Regions from separate parts of the Sus scrofa genome. Here all the other regions are linked to region 1. The links are chromatin contacts, called in public Hi-C maps. All regions are on one chromosome and are shown on one strand. Each heading gives the region's core, a stretch centred on a gene start, on an enhancer-like site or on the middle of the called end of the contact. The rest is flanking DNA. Distances are from core to core; before and after follow the strand shown. Region 1 has its middle 40 kb from the start of CD28. Region 2 has its middle 49 kb from the start of CTLA4. Region 3 has its middle 28 kb from the start of ICOS. Region 4 overlaps RAPH1 (ras-associated and pleckstrin homology domains-containing protein 1). Region 5 overlaps RAPH1 (ras-associated and pleckstrin homology domains-containing protein 1).

Region 1 (3,544 bases), core at 759-3,258:
ATTTCTCAAAACTACTCAGACTTACATTTGCTAATCATACTAAGAAAGTTGAGGAATGAATTCTGCAGTATTTGGGATCAACTTCAAACATATGCTTTAAAAAAAAAAAGAAAGAAAGAAAGTTTCCCATCCAAATTCCTAAATTCATGTGCATATGAATAAAATAAACCTGCCTAATCACCTTCAAATCACTTGGGTAGCTTTGAACATAGAGTGATAATGCCACAAGCTTCTCTAAATGCATGCCAGGCACTTGCCAACTGGATCCTTCCTTTAATACCCAACAACTGACAACTTTGAAGTATACATATTTAATATTTTCCACATATCCACATCTAAATAATCAAACTATAAAATCCACTGGAATTCTTGATTAATTATCCAGACTTTACCAAGCTACGTCATGTCTAAGTGCTCCCCACCCCCGCCCAAGCAGCCAACCCTGAATGTCACTAACATGAAAAGCATTGTCACCCACCCAGAGAAGCCTAAATATTTGCTTTAATCTGCTAGGGGAGGGCCATTTGGGCAGTTCCCTCAGATGCATTTCTCTTTTCTCCATCTGCTCTTCCTTTTATCCTGATTTACCTTGCAAGTACATAAGGCAATGGTTTTCAAACTGGATGCTATGGCACCCCAGAATCTGAACACTTTACCAAATTTTGAAAAAAAATCATATCTGCTGCCACTGAGTACACATACTGTTACTGAGATGCCAGGATTCATCTTGCAAAGAGTAATAGCAGGACCAGCCACAAAGAAAGACGGTATATTTTCTGAAACATGTAAACAGTTTGTTCCACAAACATATCAGACATCAAGTTCAGGGCAGTAAACAGCTGTCCTTGAACCTAGACAGAGCACCGAAAAGCAATCACACAAGCTGTGCTCTGCTCTAGTTATTTTTATGGACACCATGAGATCGGTTTTATCATACTTGAGATGGTGGCATAGTTTTGATTCTTTGAAGCCCTTCATTTGTGTTTCCAACAATTCCAGCACTTGAAAGTATGCTACAAACACAGAAGATTGAGAACCTTCAATACAACAGAAGGCTTTATACTTTTGTAAAAGACCTGGGGATACATACAGATTTGGGTTATCTATGATTATCTGATTTTGGTTATGTGAACCTACTCCTTCAGAGGAAATATGAAATTAAGCGAACGCTTTAATTTAAGGACAGATTCTGCATCCCAGAGGCAATTTTCAGAAATAAAGTCAAAGTAAATTAGACCAACCCTAAATCTAACATCTCCATCAGAAGACATTATATGATCCTAGATACTCTCTTTATTGCAGCTTGTGCTCTGCGACATAACTATCTCTCAGGATGCCAAAAAGAGGAGACTGTGAACATCAGAGAGCTCAAAATTTCCCAAAGTGTTCCTCTTCCCTCTGTTTTCCATCTTCCAACTAAATCGTATTGGCAGCCCTTTTCTCCCCTGAAGGTTTGTGTCTGAACCTGATACAGGGCTGGGGCCTCTTTTGGAGTAAGCTTTTGCTTCAATAAGTTGTATCACAGAAATAAATGTGAGAGCTTCCCGTCCCTGCCAATCATATCCATTCAAAATAATAGCACTTGCCAGGACCGGAGGTTGTGGGGAGGGAAGAAAGAGGAGAGCAGGGAGGAGGTAATGTCAGGAATTGTTCCCTTGCAGCTGGTATTGCTCAGTAACAACTGTTCCTGCAAAACAAAAGATCACTTCAGAAAGCCAGACAGACAGAGGCCAACAGAAAGAGATCATTATAATCACATGTTAGAATCAAACAGCTTGAATTACTTTGTTCAAGCCTCTTTAAGTTTCCTCGCTGTTTCATATAAACGTAACAATTCGACATACTCTACTATAAATACTATAGCATCAATATAATGACAAAGAAATCATCCTTCCAAACATCTACCAATTAACAGGTTTCTTTTCTGCTTAGCTTCCTCCATCCTGGGGAGAAAAGATTAAAGATGTTCTAACACAGGGAGGCAGTGTAGCACAGTGGTGAAGAGCACAGGCTTGTCCCCAGAGCAGGATACTGTCCCAGCTTTGCTTCTTATCTGTGTGACCTTGGGCAAGTTTCTCAACCTCTCCAAAGGCTTAGTTTTCTCCATTGCTAAATGAAGATTGAAACTCATCTCCTTGATGGGATTGTGAGAATTAAGAGAAATTGCATGTGAAACACTGAGCACAGCACCTGATCCCCTAAAGACCATGTAGTAAGTGTTTGTTGTTTGGAGTCAATAAATAGGTGAAGAAACAAATACGTCATTTTCCCCTTTGGACTTCTCATTTTCTATCCTCATCCCACCCCCAATCTAAGCCAAAAAGAGGGAAGTCTTTGGAAGTAGTTGTGGCACGCTTGTCAGGTCAGATTGCCAAAGGAGAATGTGATGTCTAATTGGCTGGTCTTAGCTTTGCTGTTGGATCAAAGACCTGCTCCACAGCTGTCCTTCCCTCACCCTTCTCATATGTCCCCTCCCGTCACACAGCAGCCACTGGGCCTGTCCATGTGGGAGATGACTATTACGTGCCAGCAGTTAGGTAGGTCCCGTTCAGGAAGTAAGAATTACCCAACTTTTATGTAGAGACAGTGTCCTGGGGCAAAGTCACAGTGATAACAAGGAGACAGGTGTTGGGGGTGGGGTAGGAAAGAGGCTTTTTTTTGTCGGGGGAGGGGGGGAGTATCTTTTTTTTCTTAATAGACAAATATGTGAAGTGTTCCTAGCTTTAGATCTTAGCTTTTTCCTTAAGATGTTTACTTAACTGTCTATAACTTCTTCAACACAACATCAAGACTGACCACATCCCACATAATCAGAAAAAGACAAGGGAACACTCCTTAGGTCTATGTGAACGATGGAACCAAGGAGGAATTTTACAATTATAGGTTTCCTCTGACGAAAGAACCAAAAGGTCCTCTGCACACCAAACTCATTTCATGACCGCTTTGGCCTCAGAAGAAGTGGGTGGCACAGTCACTTTCAGTGGTTTATGGGCTATTCCAATGTCCGCATCAGGGAAAAGAAATCTGGTCACGTGCAAAACCCCAACTGCTGATTCGAATGAGTTGCTGTGACAATGTTTTAAAAAATGCTTCCTAAAGGAATACAGCATGCACCCACGTGAAGGTATTTGCCTGTGTCAGAAGTTGCAGAAGTGCTAAGTGACACTGAGCTCAGCTGGCCTAAAGCCAAGTGAAGTATTTCACCCTGAAGGAAATTATAGTGCTGTCATTGTGTTGTAATCAGCCTCTATAAAATGAAGCATTGTGTTTCTGCTGAGTCGTGAGCAGAAAAAAATGATGCAGGATCTGGCTTCCTTAGGGGAAGAGGGAGAGTGTATCTCTGCATCCACAGAAGAGGATATTCCATTTGGTCTCCTGAAGTATATATTTTGCTCATCTTTTTTTTTTTTTTTTTAATTCTGCCTTTTCAAAGGGAGTTGTCTCTGACCCAAAATTGCAACACTCACTATGTGCAGAAGATGTTGCCATCTTTGTTGCCACTGATTTATAGAAGAGCACTCATTGTTTACACCCATCTTAATAT
Region 2 (4,038 bases), core at 537-3,036, 150 kb before region 1:
TAGAATTAGAGAATGTTACAGATGAAGGAACCTCCTTCATCTTACAGTGAGGAAGCTGGGTTCCAGGTGGGTGAAGTGACTTGCTCATGGATATAGCTTCAGAGTGGCTAGGCTGAGAGTGGAACCCAAACTCTCTCCTACCAGGTCAGGGCTCTTTCCACTGTCTCCACAACTCCTAAGGGGTAGCTCTTACAAAGAAACCTTAAAGAGTTTGATTTATTAGCAAGGGAGGGCTTTAGAACATTACCTGTTATCTGACAATGAAAGGGTTTCCTTTGGGGAGACAATTGTATAGCCAATAAAAACTCAATACTTGTTCCTAAATCCAACACTTGGGGTTATTCCCTATAAAAATAAGGATCGTAGTGTCAGCCAGACCCGTTTCAAAGACTGTAGTCAACTCTGTAATTATAGCATAACAACTCCCTCTGAGCCTGTGGGGGCTTTCTAAAATTTACAAGGGTGTCATGAGCTTTCTTACGCCTTGACCACATTACCTAGGAAATATATTATTATCATGGTACAACCATCAAGACCTGGTGTCCTACCCACCTCTTCGTCATTCTCATATCTCTGTGGCCAATCAAGAGTCAAATGACCTGCATACAAATACCAATACCTACTTTTGTCCTAGCTTTGCAAAACCAAGGACTTTCTACCAGCAACCCAAAGCAATTCTCCTATGAGCCCCAAATAATCCTGGCAGGACACCCACAGGACTATTCCAACACTGACTACTGAGCTGGCTGCCCTAAACAGCTGGTCTACCCCACTGGGCCTCTTAGCACCTCAAAGCCTCTGAGCCCCAACTCTTCCTTCAGACCCTGCTTTGTGGATTCAGTTCCAGCCCTAACATTCACCCATTTTTCCTTTCCCCTCAGAGGCAGGAGTGAAAACAGAAGTTCCACCCCAGAGTGTTTTCCATTCTTTCCCCATAGGACCAGAGGGCCTGCCCCATTTTTATGCTGCGAAAAGAGCATCCAGCACATTCTCTCTCTCAGCCCTACCATGCATCAGTGATTGGGCACCACTAACTTGGCCTCTTAAATAAACATTCAAAGAAACTTAATAATACAAAACATGTAATTTTCTTCCTATTTTCCCCTCCTTACCCCTCCATAGGCCTCTAACTGCACAATGGGGATAGAGACACAGTTCTATGCTTGCAATATTTTTTTTCTTTGTAGGGCCACACCCACGGCATATGGAAGTTCCCAGGCTAGAGGTTGAATCAGAGATGCGGCTGCCAGCCTACGCAACAAGGGTGAGGGCAAGGGGACTTAGAATAGAAAGAGGTAGGTGTCAAAGACAAGGAAATCCAAAGAAGAAAAGCTTGAAATAGGGCATCCTTATGAAAAACCAGTTTCTTCTTTCTATACAAGGCTCTCTTGATCTGCAGGCGTAGTAAAGAGGGTATGCAGCCTTCTCCACCAGCCCATCCCCCTCTCCTGCTACCCTCATTTCTTCTAAAATCCAAAACCGATCTCATTCCCTCCAAACAGTCCTCCTTAATTTCCCTTGCCTGCCCTGTCCTTCATAACACTTGGGCTTCCTTGCATCCCAATCAGTGGCCTTCCCTATGCCAGCTGGTGCGAAGAATAAAACATGGGGACAGTAGAAAGCAAAAATTGTTCCAATTCCTGGTCCATCCCCTTTTCCAGCCAACTGTGGGAAAATGCAAGTCTCACCGGATTTTTAAAATGACGTCTTGGTCATTTAATGTGGAGGGAAGGATTTCCTGGCTGTGAGAAACTCATTAGCAAATGGAATCCAGGCATGCAGTACCCACCCTCCTCAAGCACGTCTACATTTCAAGGCAAAACGTCTCCCTTTGTCCAAAGAGAGGATTATAGATAGGCACCAAACGCAATGCTTCTACCAAAGGAAAGACATACAAACCAAAAAAGTGAGAAAAGCTTTCACAAGCGAAAGGGAGATGTGACCTGTTTTTAAAAATCAAACCGACTGCATTGTGTCTGAAGGGATCACCGCCTATTCGCCTGGTATTGCAATAAAACATATTGACCCATAGATGGCGCACGGAGACTGCTGAATAAATACCTAGTTCCAGCCCTCACAGAATTAGTTAGCCTAACCCCGAGGTCCGAACGCTCCAATTTATCGCTCCAATTTATCGCTCCAACCTATCACCCGTCTTTGCTACAACCATGAGCTGGCTGTGTGGCTTCTCTGCTTCAGTTGGATAATCATAGAGGAGGACTCAGATTTCACTGTTTTCTTCAAGAAATCTGATGTTTTAAATTCTATTCTGAATGAAAATTAGCCCAAATTCCTCAGGCTGGTGCAGTCCATCCTAGCAGGTGGACAGATACGAATCTGTTTCAAGTGCACAGCATGAGAACCCCAACTCTTCCTCAGCCTCTGAACTTTCATGTTTTCCACAACCTCCCTTGGTTTTATTGCCAAGACCTGGTCACAAACATCAAATCCATTTTGACAACGAGAATTTAAACGGCTACTTTTTTTTTTTTTTTTTTTTGCTCTTGAGGGATGCACCCAAGGCATATGGAAGTTCCTAGGCTAGGGGTCGAATCTGAGTTGTAGCTTCCAGCCACAGCCACAGCCACAGCAAAGGGGAATCTGAGCCCCATCTGCAACGCCGGATCCCCAACCCACTGAGCAAGGCCAGGGATCAAACCCGCATCTTCATGGTTACTAGTTGGGTTCCTTAACCATTGAGCCATGAAGGGAACTCAACTTTAGATTGTTAATCTGACTGTTTATATGTGTTTCATAATTATCATGTATAAACCTTTATCTTGCCTCAATAAGTCTTCACAATAATGCAACAAATGTAGTGGAGTTACTCTAATTTAGAGATAAGAGGCCAAGGGTTAACATTTTCCAGGCTTGTGACATCAGACCAAAGATAAAGTCCAGTGCCTTTTTCAACCCATCTGGCTGTGTCTCTCCATACTTTGTGCATGTGTGCCCTCCAAATTTGGTTCTTTTTTTTTTTTTTTTTTTTTTTTTTTTTAATTACCAACTCTACAGTGGTGATCCATTGTCAGTTTGTAGTTAATTGTCACAGTTTAGAGAATTTACATTTCCCAGGTATAATCATAATATCAGAACTTCAAACACTACCCCCCCCCCTCCTTACAGAGCCTTCCAGAGTGCAGGCACCTTTCTAAAGTGTTAACCATGTTAACTCAGGTGACCCTCGCAGTTACACGAAATAAGTAAAGCACTACTATTAACCTCCAATTTATAGGTGAAGAAGCTGAAGCACAGAGAAGTTAAATAATTTCAAGGAAGATCCCACAATAGAAGGTAGAGCTGGGATCTAAACACCAGACGTCGGGCTCCAGTGACCATGTTCTTACCCACTAGACCAATGCACAGTTACAACTATTACTGGGGCACAAAATGAACTAAGTTCATCTTCCCTCTCCTTGATAAAGCTGCAACAATTAACTTGAGGTCAAGTTTAGAAGTGGATACAGCTCCTGCCTGAAACCTCGTGGTGGGTCTTTACAAATCCACAGGGGTCAAGGGAATCCAGTATAGACACAATAAGTCTGCCACAAGAACTTGGTGAGGCTGCCTAAAGGCAGAGCCAAGGAAAATTAGTCTCGTTACCAAGAGAAGAGTGGGGTATGGTGGGATATGTTGTTGACTTTGCCTCTTACATTTGTGTCCCATTTCCAAAGTGATAATTCCATCCTGCTCATTTTAACATGTACTATACAGGCGTCCCCTGAAGGACTGGGGACTCCACTGGGGGAGTAGTGCTCTGCTGGGGGATAAGATAACCCAGATGCCAAGTAGGTGTCCCCTTGCCATTAGAATTTCAATGTGTGGTTTCAACAATGGCAATTTTTGAAGAGCAAATAGAATACAAAATGTAAAGTGTATTTGGTGGCTCCTCAAAAGGTTAAACATAGAATTACCACATGACCCAATAATTCCACCCATAGTGGTTGCAATTGAAAGCAGATTGAAAGCAGCGACTTGAACAGATGTCTATACACGAATGTTCATAACAGCATTATTCACAGTAGGGAAAAGCTGCAA
Region 3 (4,058 bases), core at 25-2,524, 240 kb before region 1:
AGATTTCCACAATTCCCAAATATAGCCACTAGAGGGTGCTGCCAAATCATACTTAAATCACAAAATCAGCAGCTGAATAAATAAATGCTTTTGTCCTGTTTCTGCAATCAAAACAAAAAAGAAAAAGAAAAAAAAAAGAAATTTCCATACGCATGAGTGCAATTCAGTATAAAAAGGGGCAGGATTTTTTTTTTTTTTTAAACAATGCACAGTACAGGCCCATCAAGCAGCAAAAGCAATGAATTCCTGTACTGCCAACAGATTCAAGTAAATCTCGGTAAGAAGTGATAGACAAATTGATGTAGTGATACCTTTGCTTGAATTGTTCTCTTAGAAGAATTTTGTATTTGCATTGAAGGAGATGATTGCCTGAAAAGCTGTGCACTTTTTGTCATGCTTTGCTTTGGGGGGTAGTGAAAACGCTTCCACACAGAGATTTGAGAAGGAAACTGAGATCTCCTTGGAGGACTGCAGTATCCCAGTGAGGGCAAGAAAACCAGCTGATATTGATATGCATCTTGTCAGGCTCAGGCTGAGAACAGAGCATGACCCCAGCACCTGCTGGGATATGACCTGAACCACCTGAAGAGAATAGACAGTCAGGAGGCAGGTTTGCCCCAACTCACTGTGAACATACGTTCTGAAGTTCATTGTCAGACCCATGTTTGGAATTGAGAGAAGTGTGAAAGATGATTAGAGTCTTCAGGCTGCCAATCAAATTCTATGCAATCTGTAGGGCAGATTTTATCAGGAGGAGAGGGGAGCAGCCTGCACTGAGCACTTATCCTATACCACCACCCCATATCTTACCCTATTTTACTCTCAAGGCAAGTTTAAGGTGAGTATTATTATCTCATTTTGTAGATGACTGGGATCAGACATAAAAACTCCCTCAAAGTCCTATAACCAGCAAAGTCAGAGATAAGCCAGATGAACTCAAAGCCTGTGCCCTTTGACTTAACCCACTCCTATACCTAGTGCATGCTTTCCGTGTACCAGATACTCTTCCAAGTACGTCACGCATCATTTCATTTACAACCACAGTAGGTCTAACAAAGAGGTACTGATGCTGTTATTGACATTTTAAAGGTGAGGCAACCAAAGCTCAGAGAGGCTAAGATGTAAAATAGCTGCAAGGTGACTTCCATGAATTCCAAACCAGGCCATGAAGTTCCAGAACTGTTGTTGTGAAACAAACCGCCACCCAGGGCCCCTCAGCAGGCACTCAGATGTTGGCTGAGTTACAAATCCTCAGACCAAAGGCCATGACTGCCTAAAGGGAAAGGGTTTCTCTCCCTGTACACACCATTAGATTAAGTAACGCTTGCTTGGAGCGTATTTGCTGGGTTCCTCTTTTCGTGCTTTATATTTATGATATCATTTGGTTCTCACAGTAGTCCTTGGAGAAAGGAATAGTATCTCCATGTTTAGATGGGGATACTTGTGCCAGAAAGGTTACTTAACCTACCCAAGGATATGCAATTAATAAATAGCAGAAGTAAGACTAAAATGTAACATCTGTTTAACTTGGAAGGATTTTCATGAAGTATTGTTGAATAAGAAAAGCCAAATCCCAAAAAGCACACACATTGCATTTATATAAAGAATTACATCAACACGGAAAAAAAATAGAAACAAACATCTTAGGTTGTTAATCTAGGTTATAGGAGAAGGTGTGGTAAGGATGTAAAAAGTATATACAACACGTATTTTTTTCCATAGGTGAAAACTATGCATCTGTGTGAGGATAGGTACATAAAGTTATACAATTTAAATAAAAATTATGACAAATAAAAATAATTAAATAAGTTAATAGATATTTGATAAAAGTCGGTAGCCATTTTTGGTTAAAGCTCTTAGAACAAACACTTTATGGATCTGTCTTTCTCATCCTGGATTATTAACAGAAATCAAAAGTAAGCATGATATTTAAGTTTAAAACTCTGAGTGTATTCGAGTTAGAGTCAGAAACAAGACTAGGAATCCAACTATTATTCTCTATTATTCAACATTGTTCTGGAAGTTCTAGTTCATGCAATAAGGACAAAAAAAAAAAAGAATTAAGAAGGTGAAATCTTTAGAAAGGAAGACACAAAATTACATGTGCAAGTAATTCTGTTATAAAAGAAAAAATACACATATTTTTGTCAATACAAAAATGCCTTCACACAACATAGAACCAATCCTAGATACCATTATTATTTATTTATTTAATTTTGCTTCTTAGGGCTGCACGCAGGGCATATTGAAATTCCTATATGGGGGTTGAATCAGAGCTAGGGGCCAATCGGAGCCATCACAGCCACAGAAACATGGAATCCAAGCTGCCTCTGTGACCTACACCACAGCTCGCGGCAATACCAGATCCTTAACCCACTGAGTGAGGCCAAGGATCAAACCCACATCCTCATGGATGCTAGTCAGGTTCATTACCACTGAGCCACGACAAGAACTCCACTAGACACCACTTTTAAATTGGCAAAAATTAACGTTGGTGCCATTTTAACTCCTTTACCACCTATCACCTGGTAGTTCCTACCCCTCCAAGTCTTGGGGCTGTTATGTTTCTCTAAGCTCCAGGTGGTTTTTAAGGTGAGTTCTAGAACAACAACAGCAACAGCAGGGAGCTCTCATCTCTAGAAAGGGGGGAAGTGTTGAGAACACTGACTGCTGTGGAAGCAAATCATTTCTCTGCAGAAATATGATAGGTGGAATAAGATCCAAAAAAGTAAGGACTGCATGGAACATTAACATGGTAATGGTGGTAAGGAACATACATATCCATGCAACTACACACATGCGTGTGTGTCTTTTATACATAACACAAATAATTACAGATATTAAAGGCCAAACATGTAGCAAAAGGATATTTAAAAGTTAAAATTAGATTCTAGTGCTCTAGAGAGAAGAAAAAAATATTCTTTGCAAAAGGAATAAAATAAGCAAATTAGATGGCATCGGACTTCTAGATACACCTTCAAATGAAGATACTCCTTCAAAGTTCTGAAAGAAAACTGTCTTCAGCTTACATCCTTAATCAAATGTGGAGGCAATATAAAAACTTTTTCAGACTTGCAAGGAACAAAATTTTTGCCTTCCACACATCGTTTCTTAAAAATGTTCTAGAGGATGTAACTCAAGAAAACAAAGACATGTCCTTAGTTTCTTCAGAGGTAAATGAGGGCCAAAAACCATGTCTTTGTTTGTTTCTTTGGTTTGGTTGCTTGCCTGCTTGCTTGGGGTTCTTTTTTTTGGGGGGGAGGGGTTGGGTTTTTTTGCTTTTTAGGGCTGCACCCAAGGCATATGGAAGGTCCCAGGCAAGAGGTCAAATCAGAGCTATAGCTTCCAGCCTACTGAGCACCTACCATCCGAGCTTGTCTCCTATACCACAGCTCATGGCAACACCAGATCCCTGACCCATTGAGCTAGGCCAGGGATCGAATCTGCATCCCCATGAGTACTAGTTGGATTCTCCTTCACTGTGCCACAAAGGGAACTCCCGCATGTCTTTGGTTTTGAGTCTATTCATCACAGAGCCCAGGGCTCAGACAGAGATGCCAGGGTCCCTGGGGGGTGAAGGATGACAGATGGGGTGGGACAGATCCTAGCTCTGCTCCCACCTCAATGAGAGAAGCTTCCCTTGGAACTGTTCCTTAGAGTGAGTTTCTATGGAAGGTTTCATTTGAAGAAAGAGTAGTGCAGCTTTGGATAATTTGGAAGCTCCTAGATTTTGGACAATGCCAACACTCCACAAGTGTCGCGGTTTGATCAGTGAGTTTGACAGTGAACACTTGCTAAACTGTACTGCACCAGAGCTCCACTTCATAAACTCAATAATAGCATCCTTCATCAAAAACAAAAAGGCTTTCAGAGATTTTTCTCACTGTGCTTGAATCTTTCTCTTCAGAGTTTAGTGTTTCAGAGCAGAAATCCTGAGGAAGACAGTCTAATGTTGTGGAAAGAACAATAGGCTAGGAATCAGGAAATTTGTCTTCTAATCCTAATTACATCGCCTTAAGCAAGATGATTGACTTCTGTGGGACTTTACTCCTACCATA
Region 4 (3,693 bases), core at 378-2,877, 140 kb after region 1:
CTCTGATTGATGAGTGCATATGGACCAGGAAGAGGGAGTGGACAATATAGAAGCCTAGGAAAAGACACTGAATTTGACTTCCTGCTTTGCAACGTGTGACTCTTGTAATGAGTGTGAACATATCCATTGAAAGGCCCTGGACTTACATTTATTGGTTGTTAAACTGTACTACTGGTTCCTGTGAAGTTTCCCTAAGCCCGGGTGATTTCAGTACTTAGTTACATGATCTTTCTTTTACAATGGCGAGTCCAAAAAAAGTCCCTGGTGGGCAGTATAAATCCCTTCTGAAGATAGCATGTCACATACTAGCATGCTGTCTTTGTCTTTCTGCAGAACTAAGTGAAGCTGGTGCCAAGCTATGGTCTGTTGGGTCCTATAAATGAATCTCGGTCTGAACCTGCGATCACTGCAGGTGGCAGGAAAGGAGGAAATCTGGGAATTAACTGCTTTCTTAAGTATGTTTTCAACTAACTCTCCTGCTTTTAGTTGCACCTTCCCTTCTGCTGCTTCTAGACACATTTGAGGTTACAAATAATGTAAATTGGCGTGCTCCTCTGCTTTTCTCCAGTGCTAGCTTACTTAGCATTCAGCTTTCCTTGTGCCTTCTGAGTGTTTACCACTCAGGTGACTATATGCTTTCTAGCTTCCAAAATTTTGACAGGTCTTCTTTTGAGTTTGTCTTTAAAACAACAGCAACAAAATTCTTCGTCTTTGTTTGGGTGCGATTTGAAGAGCGAGCGGACCTACCTCATTGGCTGTTCTCAGTCTCCTACAATCTCTTGACCTTGGAGTGCCCTGAAGCTGCAGTCCTCAGAAAACCTTTCTGTCTGCATCTACTCCTTTTGTGATCTTACGCACTGACAACTCCCAAATTTTAATACTTCATTTATTTAAGTCATACTTTCCCTCCTACATTTTAGTCCCTTTAAAACCATGGTGCTCAACTAGGAGCTATTTTTGCCTCCCAGAGGTCACTCTGGAGACATTTTTGGCTGACAGTGATAGAAGGGTGCTATTGGTATCTGGTGGGTAGAGGCCAGGGGTGCTTCTACAATCCTAAAATCTGACAGCCCCCATAACAAAAAATTATCTGACCCAAAATAGTGCCAAGATTGAGAAGCCATGTTCTAAAACCAGGTGGCACCTGTCACTCACAGTTAGTAAATGGCAGTGATACTGTGTTGTGTGAAGCTGTCGTTGACAGTTTCTGATAAAGATCAATAAAGTACTATTAAATCATCTTAGATTCAAGGAAATACAGGTTTCTTTAGCCAGTGTCCCTCCCCCTGAATTCCAGGCTCATACATCTAATCAATATCTCCATTTGCTTGTTTAATAGATAGCTCAGATTTAACTGGTCTGAAATTGAAGCCCTGATCTTTTCTCCCAAACTTATTCCTCCCACGGTCTTCTCCATCTTAGTTAATGGCTATTCCGTCCTTCCAGTTCATCAGGCAAAAATCCTTAGTGTCTTTATTCCTTTTTCCACCCTGCTTCCAATCCAGCAGCAAATTCTACGGTCTTAACTTCAGACTATATCCAGAATTTGATCGCTTTTCACTGCCTTTACTACCTTCAATCCAACATCACCTTGGTATAGACTTTTGCAATAGCCTTCCAGCTAGTTTTCTGTGTTTACCTTTCCATTAGTCTCTTATCCACATGACAGCCAGAGGGGTCCTATTACAGATAAGTCAGATCTTGCCTCTCCTCTTTTCATATCCAAAGGCTTTATATTCTACTCGGTATAAAGCCAAAATCCCTACAGTGGCCTGCAGGACCTTACCAAATCTACCTTCCTATTCCCTGCCCCTCTGTGTCTTTCTTCTCTCCCTCCTTTACCTTGTCAGCCATACTGCCTCTCAGTTGTTCTTTGCCACAAGTCAGAGCCCACCTCGGAACCTTTGCACTTGTGTCTCGGCCTGGATGCCCTTCCCCATGATAGACCCCCTAATTGCCTTTAGGGATTGCTCAAATGTCATGTGCCAGCGAGGCCTCTGTAATCACCCTATTTTAAAGCTGAGCTCTTCTTCCTCTGCCCTGTGTTTATTTTTTATCTACCTTTTCTGCTTTATATTACTATTTTTGTCACCTTTTAAAATATTATATATTTTACTTTTTAAAAATTTTGCTCATCTATCTTCTCTCACTTGAATATTAGCTCCATGGGGAGAGGAGTTTTTTAAAACATTTCTTTGATTCTTAATGTATCCTTAGCATCTAGAACATTATTTGGCTCATAGGAAGCAATCAGATTATTTGAATTAACATTTAAATATATGCATGTGTGCCATACATCTTTGTCTAGAAGTCTTGTACTTTAAAATTATCAGCAATTGTTTTCTTTCAAGATGGTGGATGGAGTGCTACAAATGAAGTAACATGTGAAAACTCTGATAGTAAATTTTTTTTCTTAACAACTAAGTTCTTTTGAGGCAATAATTATACCTGTTTTAAAGAAACCCAGGACAGAATAGTTACTTTCACTAAATTTCGGTGACAGAAATACCAATTAGAAAAATCAATTTGAGGTTGGTACTATTTCATCTTGGGGATGTGGATATGTAAACTATCTAAAAATAAAGTAGCTCTGTAGCTTATCTTTCTACCTCCTTGCTCTCTGAAGCCAGAAGTATAATTGCACAACAGTATGTCTTTTTCCCTTGGGCTTTTTTTCCTTGATTTTTGTTGAAATACTCTGCTTCCAGGCACTTGACATGCGTTATCTCATTTAAGCCTCCCACTATCCCTTTGGTAGGGGCATTATTCCAAAAAAGAGATTAAGTAGGTCAAAAAACTGGTAAGTCTGTATTTGAATTCCAAAACTACAACATCTGTCTCCCAACTTTTATCAGTATCTTAAAAAAAAAATAAACTGAAGCAGATTATCAAGAATGATTATTTCCTAAATGTTAAAGAAGGCTTTAGCAGAAAAATATTTTCCATGGATAAACATAAAAATGAATTATAGAATGTTTTTAGTTAATATTCTTTTGAAATCCACCAGTAATGTTCATTTGCCAAGTTTTTAAAATTAGAATTCATTGTAGTTGAAGTAAATTCTAATAAGGGCTCTTTATTATCTAAAGCAATGTGAGGTATATGCTGCAGCTGACTTACTGGTACTTTAGTCACAGTAACTGATAAAACAGTACTTTTCAGTAAGACAGCAGTTTGCAAATTTAAGTAGTAATCTCATGTTATAACTTCATATAAAGTAGAATTTACTGTTACAAGGTTAATGGCAAAACAGACCTTTATTTTCTCATAGGGTATAAACTAATGATTCTTCTGAATTTGGAATTTTATACATGAAACTGTATTTTCCCAATGAAAGAAAATGCTTTTAGATGCTTTGCCTGAAGTTGATGGTGGATTCAAAAAGTTTTGCTGAGTCTATAAGGATACTTGATGATTGTATTATAAATTTTTTGATAGGAAAATATTCCTGAGTATATGAGCTACTAAAACTTTTCAGTGTTGTATATTTCCCCCTCATATGTTTGTTTTGTTTTTTTTAATGAAATCTTTCATGGACACACATTATAACTTGTGATGTAGGCAACACAGCATATCATAGCTTCAGTGTAATTTCTTTGCTTCTTTCACTCTTCAGAACTGTTACAGAATTAAGGTGTGCAGAAATTCTGAAGTATTGGAAGGAAAATGGCGATTGTGTTTATTGTAACATCA
Region 5 (3,755 bases), core at 16-2,515, 170 kb after region 1:
GTTTCCAGAGTAATAAGTGGGTTATATATACTCAGTAGTTTCTTTTGGCACTTGGACTGACTTATTTGGAGTATCACTTCTAATTACAGAGTTTTAGGAACTATCTCAATCTGATTTTTGGCATAAACAGAGAAAAATAATCTGATAGCATGATAGTAATCTAAAATTGCTTATTGTGTTCTTAAATTTTTTTTAATTCTCAATTTTTTTACCTTTTATCAGAGAATGAAAACTTTCCAAATCAAGCGTAATTTTAAAAATCAGATGATAACCTTTCTTTCTTAATAGCTGTTCATTTGTCTTAGCAATTTCATTATATACAAGCATACTTCAAAGATACTGAGGGTTTGGTTCCAGACCACTGCAACAAAGTGAATATTCCAATAAAGCAAATCGTATGAATTTTTTGGTTTCCCAGTGCATATAAAGTTATGTTTACACTATACTGCATGTCTGAAAAAAATGTACATACCTTAATTTTAAAATACTTTGTTACTTAAAAATGCTAACTCATCTGAGCCTTTCCAAGTCATGGTAGTGATATTAAAAATCACTGGCTGGAGTTCCCGTCGTGGCGCAGTGGTTAACGAATCCGACTAGGAACCATGAGGTTGCGGGTTCGGTCCCTGCCCTTGCTCAGTGGGTTAACGATCCGGCGTTGCCTGTGAGCTGTGGTGTAGGTTGCAGACGCGGCTCGGATCCCGCGTTGCTGTGGCTCTGGCGTAGGCCGGTGGCTACAGCTCCGATTCAACCCCTAGCCTGGGAACCTCCATATGCCGCGGGAGCGGCCCAAGAAATAGCAACAATAACAACAACAACAACAACAACAACAAAAAAAAAAAAAAAAATCACTGGTGACAGATCACCATAACACATACAATAATAATGCAGAAGTATTGTGAGAATTACTCAGATGTGATGCAGAGGCATGAAGTGAGCAAATGCCTTTGGAAAATGGCACCAGTAGACTTGGTTGACATAGGGTTGCCACGAGCCTTCATTTTGTAAAAAGCACAGTGTCCCAAAGCCAAGTGCAATAAAATGAGGTATGCATGTATTCTCTTCGGAGTCTTTAAGGATCTAAATGTTGAGCTTCTGGTTTTTAGCAAAATATGTCTCCTCTGTACTCACTCTGAGCTCTTATGTGATTGTTAAAGTGGTAGAATAATATTGTGGGGAAATGAAGAGCCAGGCAACAAATTTAGAAAACAGTTTCACCCCTGATAAGGCAGTAGTATGACATAATAATTAGGAGTGTGGACTTTGGAATGAGGTGGCATGGTTTCAAATCCTGGTTCTTTCACTTGTTGGTGAGCAACTATGAGTGCTATCTTAACCTTTCTGTGCCTCATTTTTTTTTCCTCTGATGGATATAATATGTAATTCATAGGGTTTTCATTAAGATGGAACAAGCTAATGTATGTGAAATACTCAGCATAATGCTTGGTACATACCAAGTGCTCAATAAATTCCACTTCTAATAAAATAGCAATATTTTAGCAGAACAAGTTACCTCCTGAGGTATTGGTGCAGAGCCTGGATGATCAAAATGAAGGCTTTGGAAGGCTATTACAGGGTAGTTGAAAAAATAATTTTTGATGCCCTAAAATGAATTTTAAACTAGCAGGTAATCTGCTGATAGTCATATCACAGTACTCCTCAGGGTATTATTTGGATTCCCAGGTTAGGGAGATGAAGACAGAAGGATAGAGGATTGTTTCTCTTTGATTTACTCTGATGTTGTGTGGGATAAAAACACTGTGTGCAAAATAATTAGAACACACACATACTCCCAAGGCAGGGCAACTGCTGTAGGTAACACTCCTTGTGGTAGCCCTGCTCTCAGGAAATGGAAGGAATCAGCTGAGAATGATTTGTAAATCACCATTTACAGGGGAGAGGGTGGTGATAAAGGCTGAGAGCCATTGTTCTGAGCTCTGAACCCTGCGCTGTAAGCAGGGCCTCACTGAAGCCAGTGATGGAGAACAGCTCTTTAAGCCCTAATTGACCTCAATGAAGAAAGCTTTTTCTGTCAGCGCACTTTATCTTCAGCACAAACTGTGGCTTCTTACGTTTTGTTTCTCTGTAGCCCAAGACCTACTTAAAGCATCTGGCAAATAGTTCTTGCCCAACAAATACTCGTTGAATGAGTGGATGAAATAAAATTCCCCTTCCCGGAGTTCCCTTCGTGGCTCAGCAGTTAACAACCCAACCAGGATCCATGAGGAGGCAGGTTCGATCCGTGGCCTCTCTCAGTGGGCTGAGGATCTGGCATTGCTGTGGCGTAGGTCACAGACACTGCTTGGATCCCGTGTGGCTGTGGCTGTGGCGTAGGCCAGCAGCTGTAGCTCCAATTTGACCCCTAGCCTGGGAACTTCCATATGCCATGAGTGTAGCCCTAAAAAGAAAAAAAAAAAAAAAAAATTCCCCTTCCTTCTTTTATAGAATACAGACACCTCAACCTGTCCTTCTTTGCTCTTTCAAGATTGCTGTGGTGGTTTACTATAATGTGACTTAAATAAGCACAAGGGAATATATTCAAAGAGAAGGCTGTGGAGCCTGAATTATCAGGGGAGAAAACTGTTAGGTATTGTTTTGTTAACCTCCCATTGTTGAAGGTTTATTGTGTAAATTTTTGACTGTAGCCTTCAATAACTAAATTGGCTTTGATATTAACTGTTTTATCATAGGAGCTGAGCTCTGTAACACAATGAATAGAACAAATGGATTTACATTTCTCTCTTTGTAGACCAGCGGGATTGACTTTTTAATAATTCAGATAGATAACATATTGGTGGCCATCTATTCCTGCTGCATTGAAAGTTTATTTTTTTGATGTCATGGGTTTTCACGATAAATGTGGTTAGAGAATTTTACAGCCTTTTTCTTATAAATGAACATAAATTTAAATATTTCTCCAGGTAAAATATAGTCTTTTAAATTTTTCAACAGAAAAGAGAGGTAGGGTAGTAATTAACAATCATTATATCCATTACTAAGTGTGGTTTAGGGTTTTTCTTCCCGGGGAACTAGTAGTTGTGACCTTAAGTCTGTTCTAGCACTTGCATTTTGTAGCCAAGGTCAAGTCGATCAGTTCCCATTTAAGCCTCAACTGAAGAGTGCATTGGGTTGTGAAAACTAAATCGGATGTTGCTGTTGAAAAGCTGCTTGTTGTCAGGAGAGCAGGTGCTGCAGGTAGAGAGGCCTGCAAAGCAGTGCTCAGTCCACAAGGGGGAGCAGCACCAAAGCAGGTGTGAGCGCCCACTTGCATTCTAGGTGCAGTGCCCTGTGCTTCCTGTCCCTGTTCCCCCTGCCCAGGTGTCCACCTCCAGAGAAGCACTAAAGCTTTCACCAGAACTCTCTCATTTGGAATCTTTTGATCCCATGATTTCAGTGAATTCAAAGTGAAATAAACATTCTCTTCCCTTTTTAAAGTCTTAAAGATTAAGAATTCCACTGACTTTGTTAAATTTGATAGATATTGTTTCTTTGAAATGTGGAAGAGATATTTTGGAGTTTCCCATAATGTGAAGGTTTTTTGTTTTGTTTTGTTTTTTTTTAACTTAAACATCTTGACCTAAAATTAAACACAGGTTTCACTCTATTCTGTAAAAGTACTTAAGGCCATTTTATTTGGCCTAGTGACTGTTTAAGAGTTATAAATTATTGATTATTCCAATGACTCTACCTTGTCAGGGTATGTTTAAACTTTGATAGTGTTTGTTGATTTAGTTTAGTTCTTCAGACTTAGTTGG

Evidence for each region. A called contact is a pair of places that touch in the nucleus more often than the background predicts.
Region 2: a contact with region 1 is called in a Hi-C map of skeletal muscle, with 2.8 times the contacts expected there. The contact joins two enhancer-like sites. A contact is called at or near these places in 1 of 5 promoter capture datasets (liver), 16 of 47 Hi-C or Micro-C datasets (alveolar macrophages, blood, embryonic fibroblasts and 8 more) and 2 of 2 datasets of contacts at active chromatin or transcription factors (alveolar macrophages and skeletal muscle).
Region 3: a Hi-C map of subcutaneous adipose tissue shows a contact between it and region 1, with 2.3 times the contacts expected there. The contact joins two enhancer-like sites. A contact is called at or near these places in 9 of 47 Hi-C or Micro-C datasets (alveolar macrophages, embryonic fibroblasts, fetal skeletal muscle and 5 more) and 1 of 2 datasets of contacts at active chromatin or transcription factors (skeletal muscle).
Region 4: a Hi-C map of liver shows a contact between it and region 1, with 4 times the contacts expected there. The contact joins two enhancer-like sites. A contact is called at or near these places in 1 of 5 promoter capture datasets (liver), 24 of 47 Hi-C or Micro-C datasets (adipocytes, alveolar macrophages, brain and 13 more) and 1 of 2 datasets of contacts at active chromatin or transcription factors (skeletal muscle).
Region 5: a Hi-C map of liver shows a contact between it and region 1, with 3 times the contacts expected there. The contact joins two enhancer-like sites. A contact is called at or near these places in 2 of 47 Hi-C or Micro-C datasets (both in liver) and 1 of 2 datasets of contacts at active chromatin or transcription factors (skeletal muscle).

What each region holds. Positions count from the first base shown.
Region 1 is chr15:107,086,490-107,090,033 of Sscrofa11.1, reverse strand. No RefSeq gene overlaps it. Among named protein-coding and RNA genes, the nearest start is that of CD28, 40 kb to the left of the region's middle. Within about 2 kb of position 2,008, at least 29 of the 83 cell types and tissues checked have an H3K27ac peak or open chromatin away from gene starts, as enhancers often do. A contact at or near this core is called in alveolar macrophages, fetal liver, fetal skeletal muscle and 4 more, where this site is marked.
Region 2 is chr15:107,231,894-107,235,931 of Sscrofa11.1, reverse strand. No RefSeq gene overlaps it. Among named protein-coding and RNA genes, the nearest start is that of CTLA4, 49 kb to the left of the region's middle. Within about 2 kb of position 1,786, at least 22 of the 83 cell types and tissues checked have an H3K27ac peak or open chromatin away from gene starts, as enhancers often do. A contact at or near this core is called in alveolar macrophages, fetal skeletal muscle, retroperitoneal adipose tissue and 1 more, where this site is marked.
Region 3 is chr15:107,320,692-107,324,749 of Sscrofa11.1, reverse strand. No RefSeq gene overlaps it. Among named protein-coding and RNA genes, the nearest start is that of ICOS, 28 kb to the left of the region's middle. Within about 2 kb of position 1,274, at least 14 of the 83 cell types and tissues checked have an H3K27ac peak or open chromatin away from gene starts, as enhancers often do. A contact at or near this core is called in alveolar macrophages, fetal skeletal muscle, retroperitoneal adipose tissue and 1 more, where this site is marked.
Region 4 is chr15:106,947,980-106,951,672 of Sscrofa11.1, reverse strand. All of the region lies in intron 4 of RAPH1 (ras-associated and pleckstrin homology domains-containing protein 1), which reads left to right. Among named protein-coding and RNA genes, the nearest start is that of RAPH1, 48 kb to the left of the region's middle. Within about 2 kb of position 1,627, at least 6 of the 83 cell types and tissues checked have an H3K27ac peak or open chromatin away from gene starts, as enhancers often do. A contact at or near this core is called in fetal liver, fetal skeletal muscle and liver, where this site is marked.
Region 5 is chr15:106,915,196-106,918,950 of Sscrofa11.1, reverse strand. The region is part of intron 10 of RAPH1 (ras-associated and pleckstrin homology domains-containing protein 1); the gene reads left to right. Among named protein-coding and RNA genes, the nearest start is that of RAPH1, 81 kb to the left of the region's middle. Within about 2 kb of position 1,265, at least 2 of the 83 cell types and tissues checked have an H3K27ac peak or open chromatin away from gene starts, as enhancers often do. A contact at or near this core is called in liver, where this site is marked.